2 separate regions of the Mus musculus genome follow, and region 2 is linked to region 1. A link is a contact called in public promoter capture Hi-C data. All regions are on one chromosome and are shown on one strand. Each heading gives the region's core, a stretch centred on a gene start, on an enhancer-like site or on the middle of the called end of the contact. The rest is flanking DNA. Distances are from core to core; before and after follow the strand shown. Region 1 holds the start of Plin2 (perilipin 2). Region 2 holds the start of Acer2 (alkaline ceramidase 2).

Region 1 (7,552 bases), core at 1,277-3,776:
AGGTCGTAGTAATTCCACGCCAGCAAGGCTCCATGCTGCTGTAATGTCCGACTAATCCCCTCAGATCCCGTCTCAGTAGATCTGGACTAGGAAGGCAGAACTCTCTGATCAGGTGACTCTGCTGTCCTAGAACACACCATGAGAGCTCATTTTATAAAAATAGCTTTTTCTGGGCATAGCTCACGCCAGTATTCATAATACTCAAGAAGCTGCGGCAGGAGGATCACTGCAAGTTTGAAGTCAGCCTGGGCTCCATGATGCGTTTAAAGCCAGCCTGGGCTACAGAGTGAGAGTTTGTCTCAAGAGAAAAAAAGAAAGACAACTTGAAGGCCCTCCGACTCTCAGGAGTCATCCTAATTTTTCTTAGTAAGTCTTCTTCTCAAGTTCTCACACTGGTGAAAGTGAAATAGAAACAGATTAATTTGATGTGGTCCAACCTTCGCAGGTTAGAATACTCTGATCCCAGATGATCCCCCAGGGGCCTCCTTCTTCCCTGGCAGACAAAAACAGAAGAAAAATTGCACATCTTTAACAAGAGGAAGTGACTCACTGGCTTGAAATGTAAAAAAGAGGCCTTTTGTAGGTGAAAGGGCAAAGAAAGAGGTCATGTTGGAGAGCCGTCATTAGAATGTGGGGGAGGGGAGTAACAAGCGGTGGACAGATCAAATATTTGCTTAGAGCAGTGGTTCTCAACCTTCCTATTGCTGTCACCCTTTAAAACAGCTGTGGTGACCTCCAACTGTATCATTATTTTGTTGCTACTTCTTAGCTGTAATTTTGCTACTGTTATGAACCGAAATGTAAATATCTGCTATGCAGATAGTCTTAGGCGGCCCCTGTGAAAGGGTTGTTAGACTCCTGAGCCATGACCCACAGGTTGAGAACCTCTGACTTAGAATAATACCAAAAAATAAAATTAAATTTAAAAAAAGGATGTAGTTGATTGTTCTCATTTTTACATCATCATCACTATCAGAAGGAGAATTGTGGGGTGGTTTGGTTTGGTTTGGTTTGGTGGGGTCAGTGTCTTGCTGTGTAGCCTGCCTGGTTTGGTATTCACTATGTAGCTCAACCTAGTCTCAAACCTGTAATCCTCCTGTCTCAGTCTCCTGAGTGCTTTGGCTCACAATCAGCTAAACTTCAGCTCCTAGCAATCCAATGTCCTTTTCTAAAAGGTCTCAGATGACATCTGCACAGATGTGGCATACATACATACATACATACATACATACATACATACATGCATACGCATGTAAAACACAATCTTTAATAAAAACATCCAGAGCATCTTTGGACTTCCAGACATTTCTTCTTTTTCTTTTTCCTTTATAATTATACGGTGGTGTCTTCCAGTGCCTGCAATGGATTGATTCAGGCACACATATTAATGAAGCCAGTTTGGCTCTTTGGACCTTTGAAAAAGTAAGCAGCGCTTGTGTGTATGCAACTTTGGGGAAATGATTGACGTGGAGGTGAGTGCTGCCCAGAGTTCAAATTCCATAGCTCCAAAGGCACCTTCCACAAGCCCCGGTTAGTAGGGCCCAGCACTGTTGCTGTTGCTCTTATTACATATTCTGGTGACAGGGGATCTATGTAGCTAGGGCACAAGAGCTTCCTTCCTATCTTCAACTGTTCCTTCTAGTTTCCCTTGCAAGGAACTAGAAGGCCTGCACCTGTATCTTTTTCCAGGAAAGAAATTCCCTGAACCCTTATGACTCCAGATGGCTGTACAACTTTCAAGATCAAATAACCCAGTTCACGTCCCTGCCCTCTCGACAAGGATTAAAAAATGATTCAGACCACTTAAAAATATTGCATAAGTCACGATAAAGTTGGCCATCTTCCTTAGTTGTTGGCTGATATCACTAAGGAGCAATTTGGAATTGTTTTACTAAAGAAAACACAGAAGAGAGGCTCAAGCTTTGCTTGTGGAAATTCAGATCAACCTTTTAATTAGAAGCTTTTGATAAGTTGTCTCTCTTTGAGAACGGTATTTTTTCTGGCCTAGAACTCACAACAATCCTCCTGCCGCAATTTCCCTAGTGCTGGCTGGGGATTACAGACCAGAGCCGCCACATCCCATGGATGAATTGTTTACATCCATAGAGCAGTAAACCAGAAGTCCCTACAGGTCATTAACGTGTTGGAATTCCACACATCTTTGTAACTTTCTTGACTTAAAGTAAAAGGTTAGAACCCGAACTTCCAGTTTTGAAGTGGTCTTTTCTGAAGACTCTGGTTAATTTGTCTGCATTTTCCAAAACCCCAAGACGCCCTGCATCTTTGCAATGCAGCTTTCAGGACCCCTGACCTAAGTCAGACAGCAGAAGGCCTCGCCCCGGCTGGCTCCTGCTCTTCTTGTACTGATCTGGGATCTCAGGGCACTGGGCTCAGGAAACCAAGGAGGCCCCCGATATTGTGGCACCAGGTTGGGGTTCCCACGCCCTCATCCCCAATGAGTGGCCCCAGAGTCCCAGTCCAGCCCAGCACAGGGTTCAGCGGCCCCAGGCAGCTGGGCTATCACGTGGCTCGGAGGCTTGGGCGGGGCAGTCAAGCGATATTTTAACAGTCGTTCTGGCCGCTTTGCTGTGTGGTGATCTGGACCGTGCGGACTTGCTCGTCCCTCAGCTCTCCTGTTAGGTAGGTCCTGCACCAGATCTGGCCCTCAGGCCGCTGCTGCTCTGCCTGCACTGGGCTCGGAACTGCAGCAATGGGTCGGTGGGGGAGGAGGGGGGAGGGAGCAGCCCCGGGCTGGTTGGGAAAGCTCTCGCTTTTGTTCTAGAGTTTTCCTTTCTGTTTGCACGTCCTTCTGTGGTAGAGCAACTTGCATTTGTCCGGTCGAGGTTTTATTTAAATGGAAACACCTCACAGAAGAACTTATAAGGTGCATAGTGAGAATTGTCTGGGTTTCCTTTAGTGTCCCACTAGGCAGCACTGGCTGCCCGCAGGCTCTCTATGGTCCAAGCTGGGCTGAAACTCTTGCTCCTCCTCTGCCTCAGCCCCACCTCACCCTTGGAAAACGGAAGGAGATATTTTATGGGCTGCTCCTTGGTATAGATACTGCTCGAAGCTTCTGCTTTCTGGACAGTTCTTCCTAAGGAACTGGGACTTTGGATTGGAGGCAGAGCAGTCTAGACAGGTTCTGTTGCTGGGCAGAAGGCAGTTTCATGTGGGTGTGGGTCACTGGGGATAGGAGATTTTACAGTTCCCTGGAGTGACTTTCTTGAGCTCAGTCAGCATTAAGGCAGCCACTGCTGGTTTCAATCTTGTTCACAAGAGTGGTAAACACCCTCAAGTATCAGTTTGATAGTCCTGATGCTGAGAGCCCGGCATGGTGGCCTGTACCTAATACCAACACTAGTGAAGTAGAGTAGAGAGAGTCAGCCTGGGCTTTAGACAGGCAGAGACTAAGTATAGCAAGGGCCATCTTTAATTCTAGCACTTGGGAGGCAAAGGCAGGTAGGTCTGGTGAGTTCCAGGCCAACCTGGCTAGCCAGGACTGTTACAAAGAGAAATACTGTCTCAGAAAGCCTACAGAAATAAATCCATTAACTAATTAAGGGCAGGTGTTTGGGGGAATCTAAGATGTCTTCTGTTTAAATGGAATTTTCTGCCTTTTGGGTTAGCATTTTTGAGAACAGGCATTTCAGAGGCATTTCTAGTGTCCCATTTAAGAGACAGGACAATGACTACTCTTTCCTATTGAAAGTGTGTAAACAGCCCTGGAGCCTCCAGTCAGGTTGTTGGCCTTGAAAAGGGCTCTGAACTAGAGGGGTGGGGTTGGGGAACTGAAACTGTCTATGCTGGAATTGTGGGCCTGCCTAGGTTGGGACAGGAATTGGTCCTCAATGTTCTGAAACCAGTTTCTTTTCTCTCCAGGCGTCTCTTTTCTCCAGGAGGAAAAAATGGCAGCAGCAGTAGTGGATCCGCAACAGGTATGATTTTTTTTAAGTATTCGTTTCTTGGTCCTTTTTCCTTTCTTGTGATTTGAGTCATTACTATCCACTCCTCCGTGTTTGCAGAGCGTGGTGATGAGAGTGGCCAACCTGCCCTTGGTGAGCTCTACCTACGACCTTGTGTCCTCCGCTTATGTCAGTACAAAGGATCAGTACCCGTATTTGAGATCCGTGTGTGAGATGGCCGAGAAGGGCGTGAAGACCGTGACCTCTGCGGCCATGACAAGTGCCCTGCCCATCATCCAGAAGCTGGAGCCACAAAGTGAGTCTAGATTCTGCGGTCAACACTGAGCCCAAGGGACTGGGTAGGGTGAGTGCTAAGTCACACCAGGGATCCCCCAGGCCTTCCTGAAGCACAATCCCTCCTCTACCCAGAAACTGTCTGCTGACCTTCCTTCACACGGATGGGCTCTTCACAGCCATACCGGTGCTCACTCTTATTACTCTAATAGAAACTTCCCAGCCAGGCGTGGTGCTCACACCCCAGCACTTTGAAGGGAGGTGAAGAGGTGTCAGTTGAAGGCAGACCATGGCTACATAGTGAACTGCAGGCTGCCTGGGCTGTATGAGACAGTGTCTCAAAAAGGAAAAACAAACAAACAAACAAACAAACAACAACAACAACCCTATACTCGAGGGTGTGTGCCGTTAGTCCAATTAGGCAGGCAGATCTTTGTGTTCAAGCCCACTTTAGTCTACCTAACAAAATCCAGGCTAGTCAGAGCTATATAGTGAGAACGTGTCTCAAGACAAGACAACAAACCAAAAAGAAAAGAAAAAGTAAATTTCCAAAACACTTTTGTGTTAATAACTGAAATTACAAAGGCATCATCCAAGGGGGTTTCCTGAGTTAGCTTTCTCATACAGCGTGTGCAGATTGAAAAAACAAAATTTGATTACATTTGTGTTTACATTTTGTGTCTGCATGTGTGTATGCATTTGTGTGTAGATGCATGCCGTGCCAATGCTCAGAGAATACCAGATCTAATTCAGGTCCTCAGGCTGGGTATTGAGCTCCCTTACCACTGAATTAGCTCCCCGCCCAAACTTTTCTTTTTTTTCTTTTTTCTTTTTTAGATTTAATTATTTATTATAGGAGTGTACTGGCTAGTTTTGTGTCAACTTGACACAGCTGGGGTTATCACAGAGAAAGGAGCTTCAGTTGAGGAAATGCCTCCATGAGATCCAACTCTAAGGCATTTTCTCAATTAGTGATCAAGGGTGAAAGGCCCCTTGTGGGTGGGACCATCTCTGGGCTGATAGTCTTGGGTTCTATAAGAGAGCAGGCTGAGCAAGCCAGGGGAAGCAAGCCAGTAAGGAACATCCCTCCATGGCCTCTGCATCAGCTCCTGCTTCCTGACCCGCTTGAGTTCCAGTCCTGGCTTCCTTGGTGATGAACAGCAGTATGGATGTGTAAGCCGAATAAACCCTTTCCTCCCCAACTTGTTTCTTGGTCATGATTTTTGTGCAGGAATAGAAACCCTGACTAAGACAAGGAGCATACTGTAGCTGTCTTCAGACACTCAAGAAGTGGGAGTCAGATCTCATTACAGATGGTTGTGAGCCACCATGTGGTTGCTGGGAATTGAACTCAGGCCCTTCGGAAGAGCAGTCAGTGCTCTTAACCACTGAGCCATCTCTCCAGCCCCCAAACTTTTCTTTTTGAGACAAGGTTGCGCATTGTAGCTCATGCTGGCCTGACCCGCAAACTCACTATGTAACTTTGTCCTCAGGGATATCCCCCTGGCTTAGCCTCTCAAATGGCTAGGATTACAGACCTAAGCCAACGTGCCTGGCTTATACAGTACTGGGGATAGAACTTTGCTGATCTACATCATCAGCCTAAAACTTTTAATTTAATTTTATTTTTCTTTTGTTCCCCCTCTCAACCCCCTCAAAACTTTTAATTTTTAATATTAACATTATTGAGATAAGAAAACGCATTGTACAGTTAATCTACTTATGTTAAAAATGGCTATACCTCACTGGAAGGGTGCTTTCCTGGCATGTATGAGACCCTGGATTCAATCCCCAGAACTGCAAACAGTGAGAACAAGCTCGTTTTCAGGAGTAGTCAGGCCCACTTCCTTCCATCCCCTCAGGTTGCTCTTTAACCTATTTTTATATAAGATAATTTCTGGCCTTTGGTACAATCAGAGTCATAAAATAAGATCTTCTGCAACAGGCTTCTTTTACTTAGCATAGAGGTTTTCAGGATTTCTCCGTGACACAGCATTGTATGTACTTCATAGCCACACAGATGCTCATGTTATATCTGTATTTAATTCCTTTTTATGGAGGAATAATATCACATAGTGTGGGTAGAACATATTTGTCTTAGGGCTACTATTGCTGTGATGAGACATCATAAATCCAAAAGCAATTGGAGGAGCAAAAGCTTTATTTGGCTTACATATTCTGAATCATACATAGTCCATTAAGGGAAGCCAAGACAGGAACTCAAACTGGTAGGAACCTGGAGGCAGAAGCTGACTCTGAGGCCATGGGAGAGTGCTGCTTAACTGGCTTGATTCTCATGGCTTGCTCGGCTTGCTTATAGAACCCAGGACCACGTCAGGGGTGGCCCTACCCATATTGGGCTGGACACTCCCTCATCAATCACTAATTAAGAAAATGCCTCCTGGTTTGTGCTATCTTTTGGAGACAGTTTCTCTGTTGAGATTCCCGCCTGTCTGATGTCTCTAGCTGTGTTAAGTTGACATAAAAACTAGCTAGACAGTGCGCCTCCCACTGTGTGTGTGTATGTGTGTGTCTGTGAGTTTCTCTGTGTGTAGGCATGTGGAGGTGTTGGATTGATGCCAGGAACCTCCCTGAATCACCCTTTGAGGCAGAATCTCGCAATCAAACACCAGAGCTCACTGCCATGGCTCCTCAGGCTAGCCAGGCTGCTCCTCAGATGTTCAGTTAAAGCAGAGGCCATGGTAACAGAGGACTTGTAGTCCACATTATGTGGATTCTGGGGCTCTGAATGCTGGTTCTCACTGGTTCTCAAGCTTTTGTGCTTGAGACACTTTTAACCACCAAGCTGTCTCTCCAGCCCCAACAATTGATCGGTTCATCAACTGATGGACATTTAGGTAGTGTCTACCTTAGGAAGATGAATGGTGCTTCTGTGGACATATGTATGTTCACCCCAAGTTTTGGGCGTAGTATTTTCAGTCTCCTTCGTATGTACTTAGGAGTAGAACTGCTGGGTCTTTAATAACTGCATTTAAATTTCAGAGGGACTTGGGATTGGAGAGAGGTGACGGAGGGTTAAGAGCACTGGCTGCTCTTCCAAATAACCTGGGTGAGATTGCCACCACCCACATGGTCCTTACAACTATCTGTAACTCCAACTCCAGGGGACCCAATGGCTTCTTTGGTCTCCCACAGACACCAGGCTTGTACACTTGGTACACAGACATACATGCAAGCAAAACACCCAACCGTACACATTCAAATGTTTTTCTTCAATTTTAGAGGAACTACTAGACTCTCCAAATCTCTCCAAAAACATAAATGAACTGCTTTAAACAAACATTTGCATCATTCCCCCCACCCCCAAAGGGTAAATTATGGTCTAGGATTATAAG
Region 2 (7,552 bases), core at 2,244-4,743, 200 kb before region 1:
AAAAAGATTTTTTTTTATTTTATGTATATGAGTAGACTGTAGCTGTACAAATGGTTGTGAGCCATCATGTTGCTGCTGGGAATTAACTCAGAACCTCTGATAGCTCTGGTTGGCCCCGCTCCATCCGGCCCTGCTCACTCCAGCCCAAAGATTTTATTTATTATTATATGTAAGTACACTGTAGCTGTCTTCAGACACACCAGAAGAAGGCGTCAGATCTCATTACGGATTGTGAGCCACCATGTGGTTGCTGGAATTTGAACTCAGAACCTTTGGAAGAGCAGTCAGTGCTCTTAACCGCTGAGCCATCTCTCCAGCCCCTGTTTTTGTTTTTTGGTTTTTCGAGACAGGGTTTCTCTGTATAGCCCTGGCTGTCCTGGAACGGAACTCACTTTGTAGACCAGGCTGGCCTCGAACTCAGAAATCCACCTGCCTCTGCCTCCCAAGTACTGGAATTAAAGGCGTGTGCCACCACACCCAGCCCTGTTTTTGTTTTTAATTAAGCAAATGTGTGTTATTCTGAAAAAAAAAAGAAAGTTCCAGTATAGGTATTTTAAGTTAAGCACAGTATATATTATGCTAGGCACACAAATATTGGATGCTTACAGTTACAAGAGAACTCTTGGCAGAGTCAAAAAGGATAAGTCCTAACTCTATCTCTGTCATTTCCTTGAGTTTGGCAAGTAATATAAACTGAATGGTCCTGTTGCCCTCCTTTATCTAATGAACACATGGCAAATGATGGTCAAGTACCCAATGTCTGCAAGACACAGCAAACAGCCAAGTGTAGCCAGTAGTTACTGAAGTTGTAGTAACCCCCTCTTACCCTGCAAGACTCATAAAGAAGATTCTAGATCCCGCCCCCACTATTCTCCTGCTCTAATTGTTAATTGTTTTACTTTTTTCTCAACTCTAACTTTTTTCTCAAAATTGATAATAATTATCAGTGTCTTACAACATAGGTAATCAAGCCAGGCATGGTAGTACACACTGAAATCCCAGTGTTATGGCTCTTGGTGCCTTTGAGGGCAGTATGGGCTACATACTACATACATACAAAGTGAGTTCAGGTCCAGCCTGGAAGATAAGGAGACCCTGTCGTCAATGAGATGAGCAAGGTTGTGCATGCCTTTAATCTTAGCACTCTGGAGGCAGAGGCAGGCAGACCTCTGTGAATTCGAGGCCAGCCTGGTCTACATAGTGAGAGCCAGGCCAGCCAGAGATACATGGTGTGAGACCCTGTCTCAAAACAAATTAGCAAATGAATAATGAAACCTGCTATCTGTTATGAGGACTCTAGGAGATGTGTATCATCAACAACTCATTGACCTTCTCTGAGCATAAGAGAGAAAGGCCCAGGAAAGTTCTGTAGTAGCATCAGCAGGTCTGCAGAGCCACAGTGAGAGGAAACGGGTTTGGGGGGGCTTATGCTCACCACCCAGCTGACAGGCTATTTCTCTGTGACCCTCCTCCATATTCCAGAGAAAATGTGGTGGCTTATTAATCCCAAAGAAAAAGTTTACCAGGTAGATGGGCTAGCTCAAGCAGCCACAAACACTACGGCTCTTTTACACAGCAGAGTTTTGTGCTCGGTGCACACAGTTCCAGTGGGATTAAACTGAAACAAAGAGGCAGCCAGATGCACAGGCTGTTTGAAAAGCCAAGATAGGAGGACCTCAAGTTTAATCCCAGCCTGGGCTAGACAGGAAGACCCTTGTCAGAAAGAGAAAAGTTAAGAGGAGGCGGTAGAAGGGAGGGGAACGAGGATGAGGGAAGAAGGAAAGGGAAAGAATATTCTCCCTGGGGGCTTTTCAAGGCTGGCTCAGAGCAACTATGCATGAGCTTTGGGGGACTTTATGACTGGGGCTAACCCTGGCTGAGAGCTCTCACACTCCACAGGAGAGTGCCAGGGGGTGAATGATCCAGCCTGTCATTCCTTGACTCTAGTGAAACCTTTAGCGTTTCTCAGCGGTTCTCCACTTGATACTGCTGGTGGATCTTCTCAGCTACCCCAGCTGCCCTGCTCCGGCCTCTTCTGATGGTGCCTGTCTATGTAGAGAGCATCATAAATACCCCACCAGGTTGGATAATAGGGAACATGTGGCCACTTTCACTAACTAGATCTTTCCCTATGTCTCTGAATGTCAAAGGTCTGGTTTCATTGAGCAACTAAGAAGTGGGTGTGGAGGAAAAGCCCTGGATAAGGCACGGTGGAGAATTCTGGGTCAGTCGCAGACATAGCAGCACATGGGCATGACAGCTCACTGCTCAATAGCCTAGTAATACGAACAAAAACGGGAGTTGGGGGATCAAAAGTAAAGGACAGGGGCATAAAAGGGACTAGGGGTCTATCCAGGCAATAATGCTTGATTCTTGCTGAGAACATTCTTTCCAGAAATCCGAAAGGGGAAAAAAAAAATCCTAAATAGCAATCTCAAACTCACAATGACTCAAAGAGTTCCTGTTTTCTCTGTTTGAACAGCAAAAAAAGATAAGCCAGAAAAATGACCATGCAAAGTCACATTGGATACCAGAGTCCTGAGGGATGGATGGGTTCAGGGGGAAAAAGCAGAAACATTTCCTCTCCTAGGGACAATCCTTCCCTCTCGCAAAGAACAAAATCCCAGGAATTCTGTAAATTTCTGCTTGTCCATATCTAGGGACCTAGGCAAGTCCAGAAAACCCACAGCTATCACTCCTAGACTTCACAGTCACCACTAGGAGCTGGCTCAAAACTGGACTCTAAAAGCAACAAGAAAAAGAACTCATAGGAAGTTACTTGATTCTGGACGAAAATAATTAGATCAACATTGTCATAGTTTAGTGAAAAGGACTTGCCGATTTGTGAGAGTGGACCCAGCCCTGGACATGTCCAGGGCTCCCCTTTCCTAGGGAGCCCAAAACAGGTACTCAGAGGAAAAAAAAAAAAAAAAAAAAAAAAAAACGCACAATGAGACCCAGGTGCGTCACGCCACAAAGATCCTAGGCAGAAAAAAGGGAGCTGCCCCTGTGAGCTCACGTCCCTAAATGACCCAAACTGGAAAAAATGGGTTGATGCGGACCCTTGGATCCCGGAGCACAGGAGCCAAACAAGACAATAGAGCCATAAAGAAGAAAATGACAGGAAGAGCTGGAGGAGCTCTGGAAAGGGACCGGAGAGGAGTGCAGAAATGGAGCTGGAAGAAGCGCCCGGAGAAGGGGGCGTGGAGTGAATCTGCCACGGACGTCCACGGTTGCTTCCAGGCGCCACAGACACGGGGATAGCTCCCTCCCTCCGCCCACCTGCCCCGCCGCTCCCCGCGTCCCGCACCGTGTTGTAGAACTCGGCAATGGCAGGCACGATAGTGTAGTTGTCCTCGCACCAATCCACCTCCGAACTGCCAGCCCGCAGGTGGTCCCACCAGTGCGGGGCGCCCATGGCCGCTCTGGAGCATCGGAGCAGCTTCTCTGCAGCGGCGACCGGCCCGAGCGGCTGCGAGGCACACTGTGCGTCTGTGGCTTTATGCGGTGCGGGACAGCCTCCGGATACGGCGCCTCCCCGCGGCCCTCCCAAGCCGGGCTGTGCCCGCCTGCCACCGCCGGGACACTCACGCCCCAGCCCCGCCCCCCGGAGTCCCGGAGCACGGCGGCCACGCCCACCCGGGGCGGGACCTGACAGGCTTGGGGAACCCCCAAGGGTAGGACCGGGGCTGGGGTGGAAGTCGGGACTCTCCGGTTCCACCGTGGTTGGTGGCAAAGGTCTTCGGAGTCGCTCTTGTCCGCGTGCGTCCAGGTTGTGTAAAGAACGCCAAAACGGCCCCTACCCTTTGTAAAAATGTAAAGTACGGAAAAACGCACAGAGACCCGGACCTCTTTGGACTCCGGGGTAGTTCGCAGCAATTTTCTTCACTGCACTAGGGACACCAATTCTCACGCCTAAGGAATATTCTTGTTCCTCTTGAAGGCAGAACAGCTTTACCAGACCCAATTCGTTGCTGGCTAGGATAAAAAGATTCTCAAGGCTGTAGCAACAGGTTCTCTGGACCCTGCCAAGCATCCTGGGCCACCCACACCAGGAGAGCATTTCTGTAGTACTGAATGTTTAGTCATTTATGGGTAACATAAGACTTGGGGAAACCTTCGGCCATCCCAACCCACAGAAGATGCAGGTAAGAACACACAAGTACAGAACGTAATACATACATAGTTGTATATAGTACATATAGTATTATGAGCTGGGCACTGTTGAGAGAGTGTTCGTTCATATGTCACTCATTAGGTGTCCCCGGTGGCATCCTGGGTAGCGGGTTCTGTTAACCTTTCTACCTTTCTCTTCCTCAGACACCCACACAGCCATTGTCTCCACGGCTGGCAGAAGCTGCCAGTCTCCACCTCCTGTTTACGAAATCCAGCTTTATTCCTTACAGGCCAAACCACTCCTGTGACCTCATTATCCCACCTTCTGTCCCCTCTCCCTTCTCTAGAGCCGGTTCTACTGAAGGTCTTCTGGAACCCAAGAAGAAGAACATAGACTGTGACCTCCTTCTAGGGTCAGTTACAGGCTAGCAGGAGTGAGCAGGCCAGAGCCACAAACGAAAAATGCACTATAAGGGCTCCCTGCACAGTAATGGCTCCCCCACTGTTGTATATTCAACACCAGCTGGTCCAGCAGAACTGCTTTCTCATGTGATCATATTTTTCTCCTCCCGATAGCTTAGGCAAAAATAAGCTGGGTGTAGTGGCACAAGCTTGTAATCCTGGAAAGAAAAACTATCCATTATCTATCTATCCAATATGATATAAAACAGTTACTGTGTATGGCAATTTTCTGAATTTGTGGTCCACGTGATCAAAATGTTTCTTGTTAGTACTGTAACATTATTTATCATTTGCAACATTTTTATTTTTGATTTTTTTTTGAAACAGGGTTTCATGCAAGCCAGGCTGGCCCCCAAAGTGTTAGAATTTATAGGCACATACCATCACATCCAGGTTCTCTCTCTCTCTCTCTGTCTCTCTCTCTCCCTCTCCCTCTCCCTCTCCCTCTCCCTCTCCCTCTCCCTCTCCCTCTCCCTCTCCCTCTCCCTCTCCCTCTCCCTCTCTCTCATCAGTGTGTATTGTAGCATTCCAAAGGCTGCAGTGTGATATATGACACCTAATAGAATTTACACATTCATAGGCATTAGATATGCCAGTTTAAATTCCTAGTATTGTAAAAATGTTGATGATAGACCCATATAAATAAAGGGTATTCAGGGTCCTCAGTACTTTTTAAAAAGACTGAGTCCTGTGGAAAGGTGTCTGTATGAGTGTGCGCGGTACTCATAGAGAATGCTATACAAGTCTATTCATGCAGAGAGAGTCTAAAAGCAGCTGCCAGGTATAGCCTCTCTCACTCTCTGCCTTTACCTTTTAGACAAGGATTCTTCCTGAACTTTGAGTCTGCATTTCCTCAACTAGGCTGGCAGCCAGTGAACCCCGGGACTGATCCTGCTTCAGTTCTCCTTGGAGCTGGGTTACAGCCATGCACCGATGCATGACTGTACATGTAGCAGTGTCTTACATGAGTTCTGGGATCTGAATTCTGCTCTTCCCAATTGCCTGGCAGCAACTCTTTACCACTGATTCATCTCTTTCCAGCCCCTAGTGTCCTCAATATTTTTAATTTTTTGTTTATTTTTATGTGTATGGGTGTTTTGTTTGCCTACATGTTTGCCTGTTCACTACATGTGTGCAGTAGCCATAGAGACCAGAAGAGGGCATTGGGACCCTGGAGCTGGAGTTATAGATGGTTATGAACTGCCATGTGGGTGCTGGGAATTGAACCTAAATCCTTTGGAAGAGCAGCCAGTGCTTTTAACCACTGAGTCATCTCTCCAGCACTCTACTGGAGCACATATTGTCAGAAACAATTCAGGTTTTAAATCAAAGTCCTTCACTGTCAGAGAGAATAAGCTCTTTTATCTTCTTGGTTCTTATGTAGGGTCTCTGGCTAGATTTAGGATTCCAATCAATACAAAACTGATTGGTTGACAAGAGAAAAACATAAAAGTTTTGTTAATTTCACATGTGCCTAGGAGTCTTCACAAGGGTGAAGCCTGAAGAAATGCTCAAAGAATGATATTTTTGTATTAAACTAGAGTAACAATATTAAAAAAAAAAAACAACAAGGTCTGGTGTCCTTAAACTTACAGTGATCTGCCTCCAGTACTGGAATTGAAGGCATAAGCCACCATGCCCAGCCCAAGAGCAATAACTTTATGTAGGGAGTGGACATTGAATCTAGGGCTGCGATTCTCAACCTGTGGGTTGCAACCCTTTGAGAGTTAAGGACCCTTCCACAGAGGTCACCTAAGACCATCTGCATATCAGATATTTACATGGAGACTCATACCCATAGCAAAAGTATAGTTATGATGTAGCAATGACAATAATTTTATGGTTGGGGATTGCCACAATATAAGGAACTGTATTAAACGTCACAGCATTAGGAAGGTTGGGGACCACTGCTCTAGGGGCTGCTACTAAGAGAAGTATGAGACAGAAGGGTGGAGGTGCTAATAGAAGATGGAGCTTATGCAAAGAGTTTCTTTGAGTTCACATCACCAGACTCAGTGCTCTAAGGGATTTTCTAGTGTTGGCATACATAGGACAGCCTTCTCCCACCAAAACTCCTTTACTTGTTTTTTGTTTTTCTTTCTTTCTTTCTTTCTTTCTTTCTTTCTTTCTTTCTTTCTTTCTTTCTTTCTTTTTCTTTCTTTCTTCCTTTCTTTCTTTCTTTCTTTCTTTCGTGCTGGGGATAGAATCTAGGACTTCAAGCATATTAGACACACTCCCTTCTACATTTCTAGCTATCCCTCAAAGAGTTCTTACGACTTGCTACATATAGGGGAAAGGCTGACTGGCTCTTTATGAAAGTACAGAGCCTCGAGTGATTTCAGCTTGAAGTCATCAATATACCAGCCCAGCATTTTCTGCCTTAATGCTTTCATCTTCTTAACGCCTTCTTATTACATACATGCTGTGTGAGTCACTGGCTGTGGATGAGTTGCAGAGAACACTGAAGTTAGAGAGTTCTCCAGTGACACCCGTGTGGGTCTGCTAATGATTATTACATTTTGTTTTCCGATCAAAACACTTTCCCAATGACTATAATGATCTCATTTAATATCAGTAGCTATTGTCAGGTAAGTGATTCTAATCTAAGGTTGCGCTCTACTAATACTGTGGTGCTTCGGCAATCAATGGTTTCACACTCAATCTTATAAGCTCTCTCTCTCTCTCTCTCTCTCTCTCTCTCTCACTGTGTGTGTGTGTGTGTGTGTGTGTGTGTGTGTGTGTGTGTGTGTGTGTGTGTTGGGGGGGTGTAGCAACAGGAACAAAGCCTGGCTCTCAGTTCTATGGTGAGTTTGCTGTCTTAGAGTTTTACTGCTGTGAATAAGACACCATGACCGAGGCAACTGTTATAAGGACAGCAATTAATTGGAACTGGCTTACAAGTTCAGAAGTTCAGCCCATTATTATCAAGTCAGGAATATGTCAGCATCCAGGCAGGCATGATGCAAGAGGAGCT

The links. Capture Hi-C pulls out chosen DNA fragments and counts their contacts.
Region 2: a promoter capture Hi-C map of liver shows a contact between it and region 1. The contact joins the promoter of Acer2 here to the promoter of Plin2 in region 1. A contact is called at or near these places in 5 of 39 promoter capture datasets (the HPC-7 cell line, erythroid cells, liver and 2 more), 1 of 484 Hi-C or Micro-C datasets (B cells), 3 of 115 datasets of contacts at active chromatin or transcription factors (effector CD8 T cells, memory CD8 T cells and pancreatic cancer cells) and 2 of 9 other capture datasets (adipose tissue and liver).

Annotation. Positions count from the first base shown.
Region 1 is chr4:86,665,033-86,672,584 of GRCm38.p6, reverse strand. Plin2 (perilipin 2) reads left to right here and starts at 2,526. Exons shown (of 8, transcript NM_007408.3): 1 at 2,526-2,640; 2 at 3,880-3,935; 3 at 4,023-4,218. The coding sequence starts at 3,906.
Region 2 is chr4:86,870,355-86,877,906 of GRCm38.p6, reverse strand. Acer2 (alkaline ceramidase 2) reads right to left here and starts at 3,493. Exons shown (of 6, transcript NM_139306.3): 1 at 3,311-3,493. The coding sequence starts at 3,418.